4 separate regions of the Mus musculus genome follow, and all the other regions are linked to region 3. Evidence: chromatin contacts called from public HiCAR-type and HiChIP or PLAC-seq data. All regions are on one chromosome and are shown on one strand. Each heading gives the region's core, a stretch centred on a gene start, on an enhancer-like site or on the middle of the called end of the contact. The rest is flanking DNA. Distances are from core to core; before and after follow the strand shown. Region 1 holds the start of Lin37 (lin-37 homolog (C. elegans)). Region 2 holds the start of Syne4 (spectrin repeat containing, nuclear envelope family member 4). Region 3 holds the start of Timm50 (translocase of inner mitochondrial membrane 50). Region 4 holds the start of Rbm42 (RNA binding motif protein 42).

What was found. HiCAR-type assays count read pairs that join an accessible place to other places. HiChIP or PLAC-seq counts read pairs in DNA pulled down with a chosen protein or histone mark.
Region 1: a contact with region 3 is called in an H3K4me3 HiChIP or PLAC-seq map of embryonic forebrain, with 3 times the contacts expected there. The contact joins the promoter of Lin37 here to the promoter of Timm50 in region 3. A contact is called at or near these places in 4 of 39 promoter capture datasets (cranial neural crest, hippocampal neurons, liver and 1 more), 1 of 484 Hi-C or Micro-C datasets (muscle stem cells), 2 of 115 datasets of contacts at active chromatin or transcription factors (astrocytes and embryonic forebrain) and 2 of 9 other capture datasets (adipose tissue and liver).
Region 2: a contact with region 3 is called in a HiCAR-type map of kidney, with 5 times the contacts expected there. The contact joins the promoter of Syne4 here to the promoter of Timm50 in region 3. A contact is called at or near these places in 2 of 39 promoter capture datasets (cranial neural crest and liver), 1 of 115 datasets of contacts at active chromatin or transcription factors (kidney) and 1 of 9 other capture datasets (adipose tissue).
Region 4: a contact with region 3 is called in an H3K27ac HiChIP or PLAC-seq map of large pre-B cells, with 3 times the contacts expected there. The contact joins the promoter of Rbm42 here to the promoter of Timm50 in region 3. A contact is called at or near these places in 2 of 39 promoter capture datasets (hippocampal neurons and liver), 1 of 115 datasets of contacts at active chromatin or transcription factors (large pre-B cells) and 1 of 9 other capture datasets (liver).

Annotation. Positions count from the first base shown.
Region 1 is chr7:30,556,376-30,561,333 of GRCm38.p6, reverse strand. It overlaps Lin37 (lin-37 homolog (C. elegans)), which reads left to right and starts at 1,688. Exons shown (of 9, transcript NM_029377.2): 1 at 1,688-1,892; 2 at 3,376-3,451; 3 at 3,658-3,708; 4 at 4,040-4,069; 5 at 4,149-4,234; 6 at 4,310-4,476. The coding sequence starts at 1,859.
Region 2 is chr7:30,313,462-30,317,946 of GRCm38.p6, reverse strand. It overlaps Syne4 (spectrin repeat containing, nuclear envelope family member 4), which reads right to left and starts at 3,131. Exons shown (of 8, transcript NM_153577.2): 1 at 2,861-3,131; 2 at 2,547-2,685; 3 at 1,574-1,717; 4 at 1,180-1,374; 5 at 856-1,104. The coding sequence starts at 2,988. Alkbh6 (alkB homolog 6) reads right to left here. Exons shown (of 7, transcript NM_198027.3): 7 at 3,644-4,028. The coding sequence ends at 3,765.
Region 3 is chr7:28,308,666-28,313,685 of GRCm38.p6, reverse strand. Timm50 (translocase of inner mitochondrial membrane 50) reads left to right here and starts at 1,640. Exons shown (of 11, transcript NM_025616.3): 1 at 1,640-1,761; 2 at 2,667-2,817; 3 at 3,359-3,390; 4 at 3,586-3,607. The coding sequence starts at 1,654. It overlaps Gm51445 (a long non-coding RNA gene), which reads right to left and starts at 3,846. Exons shown (of 3, transcript XR_003946618.1): 1 at 2,926-3,846; 2 at 2,538-2,596; 3 at 913-1,601.
Region 4 is chr7:30,647,476-30,652,317 of GRCm38.p6, reverse strand. It overlaps Rbm42 (RNA binding motif protein 42), which reads left to right and starts at 2,090. Exons shown (of 10, transcript NM_133693.2): 1 at 2,090-2,380; 2 at 2,599-2,734; 3 at 4,503-4,587; 4 at 4,684-4,758. The coding sequence starts at 2,241.

The DNA of each region.
Region 1 (4,958 bases), core at 439-2,938, 2.2 Mb before region 3:
GAATTCACATTTCTCCCTCTAAGGGAGGTGTCTTATCCAGGAGCTTCCTTAGGACAGCTTCCTTGACTTTCCTATTCTTTATTCTTGTTGTTGTTGTTTTGTTTGTTTTTTTTTTTTTTTTTTTGGTTTTTCGAGACAGGGTTTCTCTGTGTAGCCCTCGCCATCCTGGAACTCACTCTGTAGACCAGGCTGGCCTCGAACTCAGAAATCCACCTGCCTCTGCCTCCCGAGTGCTGGGATTAAAGGCGTGCGCCGCCACCACCCAGCCTATTCTTTATTCTTGATTTAGTTTTGTGTGTGTGTGTGTGTGTACTTTTATGTAGTGCCCATGGGAACCAGAAGAGGACATCAGCATCCTCTAGAACTGCAATTATACATGGTTGTTAGACACCATGTGAATCCCCTTAACTACTGCGCTCAACAAGTGAGCAAGCCCTTTCTCTGGCATCTTGATCTTCTCATTTAAAATTTCATGGCCAGTCAGTGGTGGTGCACGTCTTTTATCCCAGCACTTGGGAGGCAGAGGCAGGCAGATTTCTGAGTTCGAGGCCAGCCTGGTCTACAAAGTGAGTTCCAGGACAGCCAGGGCTACACAGAGAAACCCTGTCTCAAAAATAAATAAATAAATATTTCATGATTTTGGTGGCTTATGTCTGAAACCACAGCACTTGGGAAGCAGAGGCATGGTGGATTTCTGTGACTTCCAGGCCAGCTGGGGTTTGTAGTGATACCCTGTGTCAACATAATTTCAGCAAAGAGTCTAGTGAGATAACTCAATGGTAGGGACACTTGCTGCCAGTCATGACCTGCGTTTGATCCTCAAATCCTGTAAGTGATCTGACTGCTACAGGTGTGCCCCACCCCCCAATAAGTTAAGAAAAGCATATACCCAACAGGTTGTTGTGTTAATCACACACTGGGGAGGCTGAGGCAGGAGGCCTTCCGGGAGTTCAGAGACAGCTTGGGTCACATACATAATGAGCTTCAGGCTAGACTGAGCCAGAGTGAGGCAATAAATAAATAATGATAAAGTCTCAGTCCCCACTTTGATGTTCCCTATTGAGTATTTTTACATATTTGTGTGTTCCCATTACATTTCACTTAGAATTTTTGGCTTGTTTATTGACTATCGTCTATCCTCTACACGATAAGACACATTCTCAGCAAGGATTTTTGCCTGTTTTGCTCGTTAAAGCGTCCTCACTATGTGGATGAGTACCCAGCGCTTTTAGTATTTAAATGAAAGAGAGTTAGCTGAGAAATACACCTAGCGAGCTCTCTGTCAGAAAGGATCCAGTCCGTCTCCAGAATGATCTTCCTGTGAAGGATGTCAGTGACTATGATAGTTACTTAGGAGCTGGAAATAGGTTTAGTGGCAATACTAAAATATAACACTACAAATCCCGAAAAGCCTTGGGATGTCTGAGTCTTTGCTTCCCATAGTGCTCCTTGCGGCGCAGGCGCATTACCTCCGTCTTGAGCCTCGGAAGTTTGAATCACAACCCCCACCTCCGCCCCCCAGGTGCCTGGCTTGTCGTTGGTTTGTTTCCGGATACAGGGCCTCGGGAAGGTGGAGCCTAAGGCTGGGAGCCAATAGTACAGGCTGTCAATTGGCCAGCAAATGAAATTGACGTTTTCATCAACTAGTGGGAAAAAGCAGTTGCCAAAGGGTCCCGCCTACAGAAGGGGAAGAAGGGAAGTGGCCGCCAAGGCAGTCGCGGCTGGACAGTGCTCAGGCCCGAGGACCAGTGGTGCCCAGACTTACCTTTGACCTTTCCCTGCCCGCCTTCCGCCTAGCTTTTGAACCACACCTCCTCCAAGTTTTTCTGATCCAGCGCATTAGACCTGCACCCAAATCATGTTCCCGGTAAAGGTGAAAGTGGAGAAATCAGGTGAGGACTGGGGATCCAGGAGAGATATGTTAATAGTGAAAAAGCGGAGTACGCGACATCTCTCTGCAGCCCATATGACAGGATCCTCTAAAAAGGGTCCTTTTCTTTTTCTACCTCACTTTCCCCATTTCTGACAGTGGGCATGAGTCATCAATTGTGGAGTGTCCCTGAATCAATCCTCACTGGCTGTGCATTCCAATAACGCTAGGGTGTAGGGTGATAAATAGACAAGGTGGGAGGAGTGGCAGGGTGTAGGAAGGAAGCGGGCAGCAGAGCAGCTAGGGCGACTGCAGCCGTGAGGAAACGGAGGCAGAGAGATGGGAGGGGAGGAGGACAGATCTGTGGGTTCTGGGAAGGGACTTTCGACTTTTCCTTTGAGGGAAGTGGGTAGTCTAGGGAGGTTTTTGAAGAAGGAGTGAGTTGGTAAAGGTACACCCCAAAGTGCAAAAAAACAAACAAACAACAACAACAAAGCTTGAGTGGACATCCTCAGAGATGCAGTGAGTGGAGAGAGGGCTGTTCGTGTTGGCAGCTGCCTTTATTCCCAGGGCATGGAGAACAGAGACAAACGGATCTCTGAAGTCAAGGCCAGTTTGACCTACTTAGCAAACAACATGCCAACCCAAGGCTATATAGTGAAGAACTGGGGGTGGGAGGAGAGAAATATATATAGTGGAGGGAGCCTCACTACAACTATGCAGGTAGGACAAGGGTGGGTTTGGAAACGCCAGACTGAGTACAGACCCCATTTTCTGGAGTCAGGATTGAAGACTCCTTGAGGGTTCTGTGCTGGAGAAGATCAAAGCCACGTTGTGTTGTCTGTCTGTCTTTGTATTTTTTCTTTCTTTTGCTTATTGTTTGAGAGAGGATCTTTCATTGCTGAGGCTGACCTTGAAACTCTTGATCCTCCTACCTCAGCCTCCAGAGTGCTGGGATAGCAGACATATGCTATTATGCCCAGTAGGCTTGGCTTTCTTTTAGGAAGGTTCTTTTGTCTGCATTATAAAAGGAGGTGGATCAGAAAAGATGACAGAGGCTAGGCGCTGGGTGGGAGGAAAAGGCGAGGTAGGGAGGGGATATATTGACAGACTCCCACAAGCCAAGTGAGCTGAGACTGGGGCTGGGAAAGGAGTGCCCACAGCGAGTCAGGAGCCTGTGGGCCAGCTAGTCACGCCTCATGGGAGAATCCAGGGAGTGGAGTGGGTTTCGAGGAGACCTCAGTGGGAATACCCTAAGGGCTGTCCATGGAAGGTGTCCAGATCCTAGATTCCTGAGTAGGTGTTGGAGAGAAAGAGCAGTGGTAGCAGCTGTGCCCTTGGCCCCGCCTAAGGCTCTGTCACCCTGGTTCTGTCTTTAGTTGGTCTCTCCACTGAGTGGCACTAAAGCTGCTTTCCAAGTAACTGGACCAGACAGGACGTAGGATCGCCTCCCACGGCGAATGTGGGAGGCGCACACAGAGCTGATTCCTACCTTCTACCCTCAGAGATGGAGATGGCCAAAGCCCGGAACCAGCTGGATGCCGTTCTTCAGTGTCTGCTGGAGAAGAGTCACATGGACAGGTTGGAACCTGGTCCAGCCTGGGGAACCACAGGGTGGGAGCTGTTTGGACTGACTCTGATTGTTGGAGGGGGGATGTGGATGGGAGGCTGGAGGGGCTGCCTAGGGTGAAAAGTGCCCCATGGGATGTTTCATGGGAAGACTAATTAATAGCATCACACTCTGGGTCCTTGGTACCCTAAGCCAGTAGTGTTTTTTTTGTTCCCAGGGAACGCCTGGATGAAGAAGCTGGGAAAACCCCCTTGGATACGCACAACAAGTAAGGGACTTTGATGGGATTTAGACCTGAGAGTTTGGGTTAGGTAGCTTTTCTCTCTGCTGAGTCCTAACCATCTTGCATAGACAAAGATACCTGTTGTATAAGTGGCTAACACCTTAGAGGAGGGTATTGGTGGGATACAAGGCCCAAGGAGTACCAATAATCCCCAGGATGTTAATTTTTGTTTGTTTTTAGAGCTAGCGATAGAACCCCAGGGCTTTTGCCCATGCTAGGCAAATGCTCTGTTCCTGAACTACGTCACTTCCACCTTGGGGGGCAGCGTTGAGCAGCTGTTTATTAAAGCCTCCTGACACCATGTCTCTCCCTGCAGGGATTGTTCCATTGCTGCCACAGGCAAAAGGTAAGGTGGCTGGGACCCCAGCTCACTAAAAGGTTCCCAGTCCCCAGCTCCGGGCCTGACACTCACCTTAACCACACAGGCCATCTGCCCGCTTCCCCCACCAGCGGAGGAAGAAGAGGAGGGAGATGGACGATGGGCTCGCTGAGGGGGGTCCTCAGAGATCCAGTGAGTAGGCAGGGGACTGAGAGGGTGGGTGTGGAGCCAGGAACTACACACTTATCGCCTACCTTACCACCCCAGATACGTATGTGATCAAGCTATTTGACCGGAGTGTGGACTTGGCCCAGTTCAGTGAGAACACACCACTGTACCCCATCTGCCGCGCCTGGATGCGCAACAGCCCCACAGTGCGAGAGCGCGAGCGCTCACCCGGCTCACCGCTGCCTCCTCTGCCCGAGGATGGAGAGGTAGGATGAGTTCAATCAGGAGGCCAGATTGAAGAGTGGGTGGATAAGTCAACAACTCCCCCATGAGTGGTAGATAGCTTTAATGCCTGGGCCCCCCTCAATGAATAGAGAATCGGGTAGGACAGATAGCTATTTGCTCTTAGGATTATGGACAGAGGTCCCTAGGCCACATAGATATGGCTTCCTAGGGAACAGGGATCTTAAGTGCAAACAGATGTGGCTACCAGATGGGGCCTTGGTGAGCACATGTGGACCTTACGGGCTGGGCGGAGGGTAACAGGTTTGAAAATCATCTGGCCTGAAAGGGTAGACATGGATTCCTGGGACAGATACATGACTTTGATTCTTGGGGCTCTCAAGATAAAAGTAGACATGACACCTGCCCTAGACAACTGCGTAAAGAGAGCATCTTGACCACCCTCTGCCCCTGGGCTGACAGATAGAGATGGAATTCCCTGGGCTTGGCAGAGGTAGACAAGGGT
Region 2 (4,485 bases), core at 1,882-4,381, 2.0 Mb before region 3:
TGTTTCTTGGAAGACCGGCAGCATGGTTATGGAAGGGTCTGGAAGAAGGTGCCACAGAGAGGAAATTATGCCGATACACTCGGATCTCGTGGGAGAGACAGAGAGGGGCAGAGCCAAAGAAACCAAGAGGAGAGAAACTTTACTTATTCATTCAGTCAACAAATATTTAATGAGTGTCTATTACATGCCAGGCACAATTCTAGGAGGCTTGGTGAGAATGGAAATGGGCAAAAAGTCTGGTCTCTATGGAGCTTAATATTCCACCCAGAGAGGTAGGACATTAACAAATAAATATATCATGTCAAGCCCCAGTAAGGAACGTCAGAAATAATGGTGCAGGATGCTAAGCTGGGTCCCAGCAGCTCTTAGAAGAGGTGATGTGCAGAGACTGGACTGAGCTGGGAGAGGTGAGCAGGTCCTGTAGCTTGGAGCTGGGAGTGAGGCTGGTGTGCTTAGAGAAGGCTCAGGGCTGTGTCCACAGCACAGGGAGGGGCAGAATGAAGGGACAGAGACAGAGGAGAGGAAGGAAGCAAACAGGGATCCATGGTAACAAGGAGATACAGAACACATAAGAGAATCATGGTGACAGCTAGGGTGGTCACAGGGAGGTGGGCCCACCCCAGCAGTGAAGAGACTAAGGCAGGAGGATTGTGAGTTCAAGACCAGCCTATACTGCATAGCATGAATCTGTCTTTAAAAATAATAATAATAATAATAAAATCAAACAAGAGAGGCTTAGAGGAAGAGACACAGCCAAGTCTTCCTTGAAAGGGAAAGGCCATACCAGAAAGGTGTAGAAAGGTACCTTGTGGGGCCCAGCCAAGTAGGGAGCCTTTGAGGCGGGGCTGATCTCACCTCAAGGCCCTGTCCACTGCTCTGGGGTCCCCTGTAGCCACACAGCTCACAGGGAGCTCCTGGTATCCGAGATATCTTTTGCCCTGAGGGCCCAAGACCCCCAACATCCCCTGCTGGGTCCCACTCCAACTCTGCAGGAGTGGGGAAGGTACTGGGTGCCCAGGGCCCCCAGACTCCACCAGCTGCTGGCCCGTCTGAGTCTCCCTCAACTTCCAAGTCCTGGTCCAGGAGGTTGGCCTTCTCAAGCACCTGGAGCAGAGGACAGATGTCATGGGAGTTGGGGAGGTTAGGGTCTGGGCTGGGGACTACCAGGGCAGGTCATACCAGGCTATAGCTGATCAACTGGGCCTGCAGCTGCCAGAGCCGTTGGAAGATGGTGTCTCGGTGGGTTCCAAGGGCCCTCAGGACCTGCTCCAGGGATGCCCAGGCCCTGGGCTCACTCCTCTCTGCCAGGCCCTCACCAAATGCAAGCAATGCATCCACGCGCTCAGCGGCCCCTCGTAGCTCTGCCTGCAGGGCCTGGAACACATGGCTAGACACTCTCACATACGACAGTGATACCAGACCCCACCCCCACCCCAGAACCTGGAGTTATTTTGTCTTTCATGTCCTGTGCAGAAGTCAGAATATGCAATAAACCCACTTTCTATTCAAGAAAGCTTACACCCATACCAAGGACTCTACCCACTCCCCTATAACCTGGCCTCCCACTGCCTACCTGCATCTGGACAATCCTGTTGTGGGCCAGCGTCCAAGACCCAAGGCCTCGTTCCAGGTCCTGCAGCCGGAAGTTCAACCTCAACAGACAAAGATGTAGACTGTCCTGTTCAGCTTCTAGTACTTCCAAACCAGAGTCAGAGTGCTGGAGATTCCAGGGGACCAAAATCAGGGCCAATGGGCCAAGACACTACCCCTACTCCCAAGCAGGCTGCTGCCTTGTGGATGTTTCTCTGAAGCCACACCCATTCGAGAACCAACATTTGGGCTGCTCCCACTTGGCAGCCCTTTACACCAAGGCTGAAGACATCTAATTTAAGATTTCCAGGTTCCCGAGCCTTCTAGAAAGGTCTTTATATGGGTCTAAACTAGGAAGGATAATGGAGCAGAGTACCCCCAAAAGGAATGGGGTTATTAATAAAATTCTCATTTCCTACTTGGTAAAACGTGGAAATATGTCCAGCTTGGAGATGATAAAATGTAACTCCAGTTCTCTGAGGCAAGAGAACTGAAAGTTCAAGGGCAGCCTGAGCTACACAGTGAAAGCATATCTCAAATAAGGAGGTCGGGGGAACCGGGGAGATGGCTCAGTTGATAAAATGTTTGCTGTACAAGCAAGTGCTCAAAGAACCAAGCATGTGGCACCGGCTGGTCAGTGACTGGAGGCAGATTCGTGGCGCTCACTCACCAGCCACCCTAGCCAGGTTCAATGGGAGACTCTGTCACATAGTGGAAAGTGACTGAGAGACACTGGCACCGGCACGCATGATGTGCCTGTATCCCTGCTCACACTTAGGCACACAGAGTAAATACACAAAACGATTAAAAATAAGTGAAATACTGATTGGCAACCAGATGTCCTTACGGTGTCCCTTCCTCCACAGCACCCCCCAGAATCATATCATCTGAGCAAGGGGCAGATTCCGGGGGACAGACAGGAAGTGGGACTGGAACAGAGGGTGTGCTCAGCTCACCTCACAGGGCTTGCCCCCGTCTTGATGCTCATGGGAAGAGGCCAGGGGGAGTCTTGAGGGGCTGGTGGCAGACTCAGTGCTCTTCAGTTCACCCATGCAATGCTCAGGCAGGCCCAAGGAGGCCTGGACCTGCTCTGGCCTAGAGAGGAGAAAGGTTGATGGGCCACCTGTGAGGCACAGTGTCTCCTTTTCCACCTCACCATATGCCCACTTTTCTCCATGTCCTTCTTCAGTCAGTCACACATGGCCCTTCCCACAGACCCCTCCCTCCCTCCCTCCCTCCTTCGGAACCACTATCAAGCCCCAGTCCCCACCTGCTTGTCTCTTCCTCAGGTGCAGGGCAGATGGTCCCTCCGACAACATCCAGCTCTCTAGGAGCTGCCAGGGGACAATTCACAGGCTCTGGCGGGAATTCACGGCCAAGAGGTGGAACCAGGGCCATGGCCGTGCACTTGGGGATCGTCAGGTGAGGATGTCCAGTAACAGCAGCCGCTTTCTTAGACAGTCCAGACCCCCATGCTTTCTCAGCAGGACTCACAGCCTAAGTCCGAGGCTACTGAGGGGCCCAGGGGCCAGCCTAGCTCCACCCCTTCCTGGAAGAACCTGGACTAGAGAAATCTGATGCCTGGCTGAGGTGCGGAGGCATTTAACTCCTTCCTCCCCAGCAGGAGAACCTAAACCTTCCAATACCACCCGCTCGCCATCGTGGGGCTTTGAGAGAAAACGTCACCCATCTCAAGACCTTGGATCCTGTCACCTTCAGGGACACCTGTGTCTCAGGGCCCGTCCCATTCATTTAAAGTCTCAGGTATAAGGATACTGAAAAAAAGTCCCAGCACCTGGCAGCTAAAGCCTGTCACCTCAGGCAAGCTGGTCTCAAGTTCAAGGCCAGCCTAGGCAACTTATGGAAGCCCTATTGCAAAACTAAAAAATAATGCAATTGTTGCCTGGGTTGTAGTTTAGTGGTACAGCATTTGTCTAGCATCCAAGAAGCCCTAGGTTCTATCTCCAGTATTGAAGGGGGAGGGGGGGGCAGAGAGAAAGAAACTGAAGTATCTCTTCCCATCTAGTTAAAAAAAAAAAAATCCAAAACGAGTAAAGGTATTTTCTGTTTATTTGGAATGGTGTCTTCTCCATGGTTTCCATAGTTACTGGGGAAATAAATAACCCTGGACAGCTACCTCTGCCCTAGGGTTCCAAGGTCTTAGAACCTGGTGGTCACTTGCTCAGCAGGAGGCTGGCGCGCAGCACACGGGGCACGCGGCGAATGGTCAGTGAGACACGGGTGCCGCGCACCAGGTGGGCTCCGGGCAGCGCTGACTTGCAAGCGGTGGCATTGGGTGGCAGCGAGGTGGCGTCCAGCTCATCCACACGGGTAGCTGAGATGCCGTGGAGCAGGCGTGTGTAAGCTGTGCCCCGGAGCACCAGCAGGCTCCGTGGTTCCACCAGCAGCGAGGTGATGGGCCGTTGAGGAGGCCTGGGCTGCGGGAATCAGTTGATAATGGTAAATGGATATCCAGAGTTTGGGAGTGTGTGAAAAGTCAGCGGGCATCCGTAGCTGGTCAGGGGACAAGGGTCAGCAGGCCCTCAGGAGTGGTAATCTATAGGTTCTGGGGACAAGACTATTGGCCCGCCGTGTGTGTGTGTGTGTGTGTGTGTGTGTGTGTGTGTGTGTGTCCAGTTCTTTGGGAGGAGACAGGGCCTATGCTGCATTTTAAGACATAAAGGGCTACTACATTGTGGGAGCTTCAGCTGGCATCTGAGGGGCTGGGACAGACATGGGCAGTCCTAGGGATACTTACGCAGAGCTAATCTGGGGGTGCACTGCTGGGGTCAGGCTCTAATACAGAGGTTAAAGGGAATGGCCTATCCCGGGACTCTGGCTGTTAGGGAGGCTTTACTCAGGAATGGTATTACAGCAAGCCTGCCTGGGTAGAAG
Region 3 (5,020 bases), core at 391-2,890:
GTGAAATACAAGGGAACAATTAAGACCTAGATCTAGAAAAAGAATCTGTGCCACCACTCCCCAACTTGATAAAACTAATTTTTAGGCCAGGCGTGGTGGTGTACGCCTTTAATCCCAACACTTGGGAGGCAGAGGCAGGCAGATTTCTGAGTTCAAGGCCAGCCTGGTCTACAAAGTGAGTTCCAGGACAGCCAGGGCTATACAGAGAAATCCTGTCTCGAAAAACCAAAACCAAAACCAAAAAAAAAAAACAAAAAACAAAAAAACCCCAAAACCTAATTTTTAAAAAATGAAGATATATTTCATGAATACCTATGTTCCCTCCACACAGTTATATCAATATAAGGCAAACAAGACTTACCATGTCAAGGCAGTGTTTTGACCACGGGCATTTTCACCCAAGTTAATGTGAGGAAAACAGCCTAGTTCAAATGACTCAACTTTGATTCCTTGGACTCTCGGTGGAAGCTGAGAGCCGACTCTTGAAAGTTGTCTTCTGACCACGCCCTGTGGCATGAGGCTGACTGAGCACACTTAAGCAGCACCCCAATCCATTTCATTCCACTCCAGAAATAACAGCTCTGAATTCTGTGTGGCTTTCCTTTGCCCAACTTTGTAGTTTTACTATCTTAGTGCTTTGGATTTTTTTGGGTGGGTGGGTGGGTGTCTTTTTTTGGAGACAGGGTTTCTCTGTGTAGCCCTGGCTGTCCTGGAGCTCACTCTGTAGACCAGGCTGGCCTCGAACTCAGAAATCTGCCTGCCTCTGCCTCCCCAGTGCTGGGAGTAAAGGCATGTGCCACCAATGCCCTGCAGTACTTTGGATTTTTAAAGTTTAAGTGTAAAAATCTGACTTTTTTTTTCCCATTGAAAACAACTTGTGGGGGCTGGAGAGATGGCTCAGCGGTTAAGAGTACTGGCTGTTCTTCCAGAGGGTCTGAGTTCAATCTATAAAGAGATATGATCCCCTCTTCTGGCATGCAATTGTACCTGCAGACAGTGCACTCATACATTTAAAATGAGTGAATGAACGAGTGAATAATAAATGATTAAACAAATAAAGGAATGAATAAACAAACAAATAGAAAACAACTTGGGCAAGACTCATGGTGGCTCCCGCACCCCTAATTCACTGCTTTCTTAATCACTCTAAAGCCTAAACAAGTCAGCACGGAACGTTCCTTTGGTTGAATCCAGATGAGTGGTAGATCCAAATGAGTGGTTGGGCAAAGGAAAGATACTCCAGTCCTTTCTACAAACTCACGGCGTTAGGGGTAAAAAGAGATCTGGAGACGGGAAAGAAGACTGGTTCAGCCTCCTGGTCCACGTGAGAAAAACTGAGGGATGCTGGGTCAGCTCACTTTTTGGGCCTCTGTCCATTTCTAACGATGGGAGGTGAAAGGCAAAGTCCGAGCGACTGGATGGTGGCGGTCCTTAGGGCCCCAGGGGGCGTGGTGCCAGATGACAGTATTCCAATTTCGCGCTCAGCCAGAGGAAAGACCGACTAGGAGCGCACCAAAGGTACTCCGCCCAGTTCTTTTTGTCCCTCTCGGGTTCCTGTCCACACGCACTACCTCAGCGATCCCATTGGTCGTAGTCCTCGCCTGGGCGGGAGAGAGGGAGCGAGTGGGCGGGGCCGCGTGGCGTCAGCGCAAGATGGCGGCCTCGGCGGCTCTGTTCTCGCGCTTGCGGAGCGGGCTCCGGGTAGGCGCGCGGGGGCTGTGCACGCGGCTAGCGCCGCCACCTCCCCGCACTCCCGAGCAGGTGAGCGGCGCCGGGACGCGCGCCCCGATATGGGGCTTCTCTCTAAAGTTTTGGGCGTCTGGTGGCAACCCCGGCGGGTCTGGGAGACCGCACCTCAGGGTGCTGAATGGGACGGAGCCCGCGTTTTCGATGTTTCCATGCTTCCTGTGTGGACCACAGTTGCTCCCCCGGGGCTGGATTATGGAGGCCCGGAGTGCATCCCCTGGAGCCCAGGTCTCAACCACGTGGGTGCCGGGAGAGGTCACCTGTTCTGATCTCGGTGACCATTCAGGTGATACTTGACGGGGGTGGGGCCCAGGGCGCTAGGGACCCAGGGTCTGTCCCAGTGACATTTCAATCGCCTCCTTGAGCGAGAGGAACAGGAAGGATCCAGCCTGCCGTCCGTTCCAGCCTAGCCATTCTGACCTCCAAGTCCATGACTTTCCGTTCCCAAAGTCCCAGACAGGAGATTGCCTCTCCTCGCTCTTGCTTCCTTCCCTTCCAAACCCCTCCATCTTGGGCTCTGGGTATCCGGATATCTTAACTGTTCGTTCTGTCCCTTGGGTGCCCTCTGTCCCTTTAGTTTTGACATCTCTGTGCTAGCGCGCGCGCGCACACACACACACACACACACACACCCATCCCTTATTCTCCTTGCCCTACTCTTCCTGGCTCCAGACCCTGCAGTGCTATTGCTTCCAAGACCTTGAGCAATTTGCCCTTTCAGCTCTTGAACCCCTGTGATTCTCTAGACAGTTTAGTTGTGACTGTCTGAGGGGAGCAGCCTCTGAACTCACCCCTTCAGGGACACAGTTTTCTGCTCTGGATGTCCACTTCCTGGTTCTTGATCTTGAGGCTGCTTGGACAAATTTAAGTATTCTGTTATTTCTCTCTGTGTGACCTCTCCTCCATCCCCCTCCACTCAGGTCACTGAAATTGCCAACCGTGGGGGCTCCAAGGCCCAGGGGCCACAGCACCAGCCAGGCTCCGAGGGTCCCAGCTATGCCAAAAAAATTGCGCTCTGGATCGCCGGTTTGCTCGGAGCTGGTGGGACTGTCAGCATCGTCTATATTTTTGGTGAGAGACATAACCCTTGACTGTTGGCCCCCAGATTTCTACTGTGAACCCCCCCTTTCTTTCCCCATACTCAGTTCATTACCTGGCTCCTCCAACTAGGATACTCACCTTGAAATTCAAGAAGTCCTCTTCGACCCCTTGTACTTAAAAGTTCTATCCTCTAGTTGTTCCCTGTACCTGAATTCAGGAACTAAGGGAATGGTGGGAAGAGTAGGGCTAGACCAGTGTGCTTGGTTTCAGTCCTGGGACAAGGGACTGCGGTTCGTATTGGTGGAGAAATAACCTGTCACCGTGCCTGAAGCTATGTGTCCATCTCAGCAGCAGAAGTCTACCTTCCCCTTGTGTGTCCAGCTCAGCCCCAGCCCACTTGGAATCCTGACCCCTAACCTCTTCCTCCCTTTATCCAGGAGCTGTGCCTCTAGCCATAATCCCTTTGAGTGGGGAGTCCCCACCCCTCACTCTCCTCCCCCCTCCAGACCCAGTAGACACTGCTCCAAGGCTCCAGTTTTCTTCATTTGTCTCTTGTCTCCTTCCCTGGCAGGAAACAACCCTGTGGATGAAAATGGTACCAAGGTGAGGAGAGTGAGAGGCAGAGGTGTGAGGGGTCGGTTCTGTGAGGGTGCGGGGCAGGTTGCCTTCCATTGGGTCAGGCTCTCTATAGTCTGCACTGAGCCTCTCCCTTCTTCTCTGGGACTCAGCCTGGAACTCGCAGACTGAATGTGCTGGGCTCCTGCCTCTGCCGGTTCAAACCTTTCCTTTTTTCCCCAGATTCCTGATGAATTCGACAGCGGTGAGTGATTAAACACAGAGCTGGGCTTCCTTCCCACCTCTGCTGCTCTGTTTATTCCTGTAGAGTGCTCTTGGCCTGTCTCATACACCAACCCCTCCTCCATCCGAGGTGTGGCAGTTAGATGGCTCAGGGGACAGACGTGACAAAAGCTCCCTTTCGCGGCCCCACCGCCCTGGAGCAGATGGTCAGGGACAGATGGGGGCAGGGAGCGTCAGCAGTCCATCCCAGACACAGGGCTTTCTGTGCCTTAGATTTGGCATCTGCAGCCCCTGACCCCACTCTTTTATAACACCTTTTTTTTTTTTTTAAATCCCCAAGTCCCTACTCCAACCCATGCCTCATTTCCAAAACAGTGTCTCTCTGTGTCTGTGTCTGTGTCTCTGCCCTGCTTCTCCACACACCCCGACTACCAGAGTTTGTTAAGGGACTTCCAATAAATTCGATAGTGGAATAGTTGTGGTTTTTACCGGACCTTTTCTTAGAGAAGGTGACGTTTGTGGGTCCGAAAGGCCCCTGTTTGTGTGGGAGGTCTGCAGACAGCATGTACAAGCACTGACCGCTCTGTTCATGCTAGGCAGATGGGTAAGTCTGTTCTTTTAACTGGAGAGGCCAACCCCCTTGTTTTATCTTTTTTTTTTCTTATTTATTTGTTTTTGAGACAGGGTCTCTCTATGTAGCCCTGGCTGTCCTGGAGCTCACTGTGTAGACCAGGCTAATCTCAAACCCACAGAGATCCACTTGTCTCTTCTCCCAATTGCTGGAATTAAAGGCCTACACCACCATGCCCTGCTCTCCACTGGTTTAAACAAATTACCTAAATTGGGCAGGTAGACATGGGAGGTTAAAGTGTGCCTACTAGTTTAAACTGGCTTCAACATTGTGTCTTTTAAGAGGCAGGCTCACAGATAGAGCTAGAGTAAGAATAACATATTGAAATATTTCCATTGATTTTCCTGTGTTCATTTAACCCAGAGTTTTCACCCTTGGCTCTAACACTGATGGTTTTTATTAGGACAGTGGCTGCTGGGGTTGGAGGATGGGTGCTGGGCAAGGGCTCTGCGTCCTCACTGCTGTCTCATTTTAAAATGAGGTGCGTGTGTGCTGACCCATGGATGCAGATGCCTTCAAAGGCTAGATAAGAGCTTTGGGTCCCTTGCAGCTACAGTAACAGGTGTTTGTCATCCTCTTGACATGGGTGCCATCTCTCCTGCCTGCTGGTGCAGCCATCCCCACCCCATCCCCTTTGAGACAAGATCTTACAAAATTGCCTACTTTGACTTCAAACTCATTATATAATCCTGGCTGCCCCCAGACAGCTGGGCGACAGGCCTGTGCTGCTGCAACTCAGCTTTGATCCTACTTCCAACCAGGTAGTTCCTTGTTGCAGGGAGTCTGTCCTGTGTGTTATGGGAT
Region 4 (4,842 bases), core at 841-3,340, 2.3 Mb before region 3:
AATGTTAAAAGTTCAAAGTCCCTTCTGAGATTTATCCAGTCACTTAAGTGTAATCCCCAAAGCAAGACAGGAAACCAGCTGGGCAAACTCCAAACGCTGCATTTCCATGGCTAATGTCAAAGCAGTCTGCAGATCCCCAATTCCTTTTTCATCTTTGTTGACTGCCACAAACTTCTTTCTCATGGGTTGGATCCACTCCCTGTTAGCAGCTTTCCTCAGCATATATCCCACAGCTCTGGCATCTTGAATGTCTTGGGATCTCCAACGCAACTTCAGTGTTACAGCTTCTTGTTCCAGTGTCTGGGATCCACACATGATCTGGGCTCCTCCAAAAGGCTTGAGTCACATCTCCAGCTCTCCCCTCTGTAGCACTCTAGGCTCTGGTTGACTCCACTCCACTGCCACTGCCATTCTTGATAATCATCTCACAGTAATGGCATCTCCAATACACTGGGGTCTTTGACTGCAACTAGGCTTCATTCATAGGCTCTCTTCATGGTGCTGAGCCAAGTCCTGCTGCAACAAGAGGTACAACCTTGGCTGTCTCTGGAACACAGCTTCTTTGTGCCCTCAGAAAAATACTTCCCAGAAGATTTCACCTCACTGATGCTGGTCTTTTATATATATATGTACATATATATATATGATTTATTTATTTTATGTGTATGAGTGCATAATAGCTGTCTTCAGATCCGGGTGGTGGTGGCGCACGCCTTTAATCCCAGAACTTGGGAGGCAGAGGCCAGCCTGGTCTACAAAGTGAGTTCCAGGACAGCCAGGGCTACACAGAGAAACCCTGTCTCAAAAAACCAAAAGAAAAAAAAAAAAAAAAACTGTCTTCAGACACACCAGAAGAGGGCATTAGATCCCATTACAGATGGTTGGGAGTCACCATGTGGTTGCTGAGAATTGAACCCAGGTCCTCTGGAAGAGCATCTGGTACTCTTAACCGCTGAGCCATCTCTACAGCCCCAGATGCTGGTCTCTTTTGTTTGTTTGTTTGTTTGTTTTTTTCCAAGACAGGGTTTCTCTGTGTAGCCCTGGCTGTCCTGGAACTCACTCTGTAGACCAGGCTGGCCTCGAACTCAGAAATCCACCTGCCTCTGCCTCCCGAGTGCTGGGATTAAAGGCGTGCGCCACCACACCCGGCTCAGCTGGTCTCTTCTTAATCACCGCTAATTTCTTAGCTCCAGCTAACCAGCATCAATTGTCCCAGTAGTCTCTTCTCTTTTTCACTCTAAAGCCAGAGCCACATGCTGGAACATCACCCCACCCCCAACCCCATTCTATTACCAGCTTTCTGTTTTCCACCTCCCTCATTGCCTAAGCTTGGCTGTCCTGGAACTTGCTCTGTAGATTGACCTTAAATCCAGAGATCTGCATGGCTATCTCCTAAATTATGGGATTAAAGACATGTACCTCCACACTTCTCTCTAGATATCTCTAGTATAAAAGCCAATATTTGGGGGGCTGGAGAGATGGCTCAGCAGTTAAGAGCACTGACTGCTCTTCCAGAGGTCCTGAGTTCAATTCCCAGCAACAACATGGTGGCTTACAACCATCTGTAATGGGATCTGACACCCTCTTCTGGTGTGTCTGACAGCTACAGTGTAGTTAGATATAATAATAAATAAATCTTTTTTAAAAGCCAATATTTTGTTCTGTATCCATAATCCCAGCACTTGAAAGCCTATGTCAACCTAGGAAGTTCCATACCTGGGCTCAAAACCAAACCAAACCCCAAAATGAAAAAAAGAAAACCATGGAGGTAGTCAGTAAAATTAAATTTTATTCAAAAAAAGAATAATGAACTGACCCCTGGCAGTGTATCTGTCCACCGAGTGCAAAAGACTCCTACCCTGGCTTTGCAGTGTTTACAAACTTCTGGAAGGACCTCCGAACTTCCGTGCCTCCTCAAAGTTCCGGCTTCCACAGCGGGGTGGGTCAAAGTGACGTTGCTTCGCTCTCATTCGCCCACCTTTCTCTACGAGGGCGGGGCCTATCCGTACAGCCGCGTCTGTCAGATTAGAGGCCCTTCCGGGGCCCTGACTTTCCGACACTCTAATTGGCTTTTGCTCGCTCTGGGGGTGTGGCCAAGTCTCAGCCCCTGTTCTTAAACTACGTCCTCACGCAGCGCATCCGTCGCGGTAGTCCATACGTCATCGGCCGGCTCCCACCCTGAGACGACAGGGACTCGACCGTAGAACCCGCTGCGGCTGCTGGAAGGAGCGGTGAAGGCTATGGCATCAGCGATGGCCGGAGCAGGGCCGGCTCCGGGACTCCCGGTGGCGGGAGGGCCGGTGGTCCCGGGGCCTGGTGTCGGCATCCCGGGCAAGAGCGGCGAGGAACGCTTGAAAGAAATGGAGGCGGAGATGGCCCTGTAAGGCCCTGAGTAGGAGAAATAAAAGCTGTTCCCGGGCAAACCCAATTAACCCTGTAGCCTCCAGGTCTTCAGAAGGTTGAGATGTGGTTCCATAAGGGGCCGTGGGACCCGAGGGATGCGGGGAGGCATTAGCTGGGATGAAGGCGCGGTGGAGAAGTACCCAGCACCTCAGGCTTGGTGAGACCTGACCTATGGTATCTGTCCCGCTCCCCCAGGTTTGAGCAAGAAGTATTGGGAGCTCCGGTGACCGGAATCCCAACTGCTGTGCCTGCGGTGCCCACGGTAGAAGCGATGCAGGTCCCCCCAGCTCCTGTGATCCGCCCAATTATCGCCACCAACACATACCAACAGGTAAGGTGAGAGCTACAGCTTGAGTCGGGAGAACAGAATGGTTTGGTCCCAATAAGGGCTTATCTATGGACAGCGATTGATGTTTTGGCTGGCATGACCACTTAAGTGCCAGGGACTCAGGATGCAAGACAGTATATTTAATCCATTGGAAACTAATATTCTACAGTGCCTGTCCGGTAGAACTTTCTGCAGTGTTAGATTATTCTATATAAACATCTCTTGAGCCAGGCATGGTGGCGCACACCTTTAATCCCAGCACTCGGGAGGCAGAGGCAGGTGGATTTCTGAGTTCGAGGCCAGTCTGGTCTACAGAGTGAGTTCCAGGACAGCCAGGGCTATACAGAGAAACCCTGTCTCGAAAAACAAACAAAAAAAAAAATCTCTTGAAAGTTTTTATTCACAGATTTGGGGTGTAGTTCAGTGGTAGAGCACTTAGCCTGGCAGAGTCCTATTTTCTAAGCCCACTACCACCACAAAAAAACCAAAACAATATTAAAATGTATATCTGTGTTGTCATTCCCAAGACTCATGGATAATATTCCAGGTGCTTAATAGTCAGCTGTAAGAAAGAAGCCGAGGAAAGAAGGAAACAGGGGGGAACTATTTAGAGGAACACCAGCAGAGAAAACGTGTTTATTCTGTTCACAGTTATTAGGTGGGCTGGGATGCAGCTTAGTAATAATCTCATGCCTGGCATGTCAAAGCCGTGGGTTCAATCCCTTGCATTGTGGAGGGAACAAAAAAGATCAAAGGCACTCTTGTGCCTTCTCAGCACTAGGCACTGTTCTAAGCAAGGGGTGTATAGGAGAAAACAAAACAGAAAAGTTCCCGTTGTTTCTTTGACCTTACAAAGTGGTAAGAGTTTTATTAGCAGTCAGGGAAGGCCTTTTTGATCTGGTATTAGTAAAGCAAAGATATAAATGAGATGACTGAACCATGCAGATGTCTGGAGTGATGTTATCCCAGGCAAAAAGTTGTCCATGCAAAGACTGAGACAGCATTGTCTTGTTCATGCAACAGCAGAGAGGTCAGTGGCTAGAGAGGAGCAAACAAAAGGGAAAATGGAGAAGATTAAAACAGTGATGGAAGCTAGATCTAGCAGGGTCTTCTGAGCCACTTTAAGATGAAATGAGGAACTACTAGAGAATTCTAAGGTGGGTGGTAATGGTCCAACTTATAGGTTAAGCATGTAGCTTTGGCTGTCTTGATAATATACTAGAGAGAGCAAGGGTGAGTTCAAGGAGATGGAGAAAGAGGCTAATAATCTAGGTAAGGTAGAGGTAGACAACAGGGAGAACAGGTCGAACATTAGTTAAGATAGTGTGGGGTCTGCAGCCTCACTCTGAACATACCTGCTCTCAGAAATCACAGGGCCCTGGTTAGTCCTTGGATGGGAGATAGTGCTGTAGGGAACTGAGTCAGAAAAGTTGATCCTGGGAGATATTAATAATAAAAGCTTAAGCTATTAAGTGGTGGTGGCACATGCCTTTAATCCCAGCACTTGGAAGTCAGAGGCAGATCTTTGTGAGTCTGAGGTCAGCCTGATCTACAGATGGAGTCACAGGACAGCCAGGGTTACACAGAGAAACCCTGTCTTGAAAAACAAACAAAAACAACAAAAATAGCTTTATTTAGTATGGCGACAGAAGCCCCAGTGAAGAGACCTTGTAGCAGACTCTGACTGGTCACCAGACCCATAAAATAAAGGGTAAAAGTATTAACCTGCCAGGGGAGCCAGCATCTCTGAGCCACAACTCCTCCCCAATAGGTCCAACAGACTCTGGAGGCCAGGGCAGCTGCTGCAGCCACAGTTGTTCCTCCCATGGTGGGAGGCCCTCCTTTTGTGGGCCCAGGTAAGTGACAAAATGAGGGGTCCTGTTTCAGGCAGGGTGGTAAAAGGGGGTGCCCAAAGGTTGCCTCCCACCATCCTCATCTCTTCCTCCCCACAGTTGGCTTTGGCCCTGCCGATCGTGGTCACCTGGACAGTCCTGAGGCTCGAGAGGCCATGTTCCTGAGGCGAGCAGGTAGGTTGGGGACCAAGACCTCACTTTTGGCCAGGCACACTTGTCTGGGTTCAAGAACTCTGGCTCTGCCCTGCTGCAGATCCC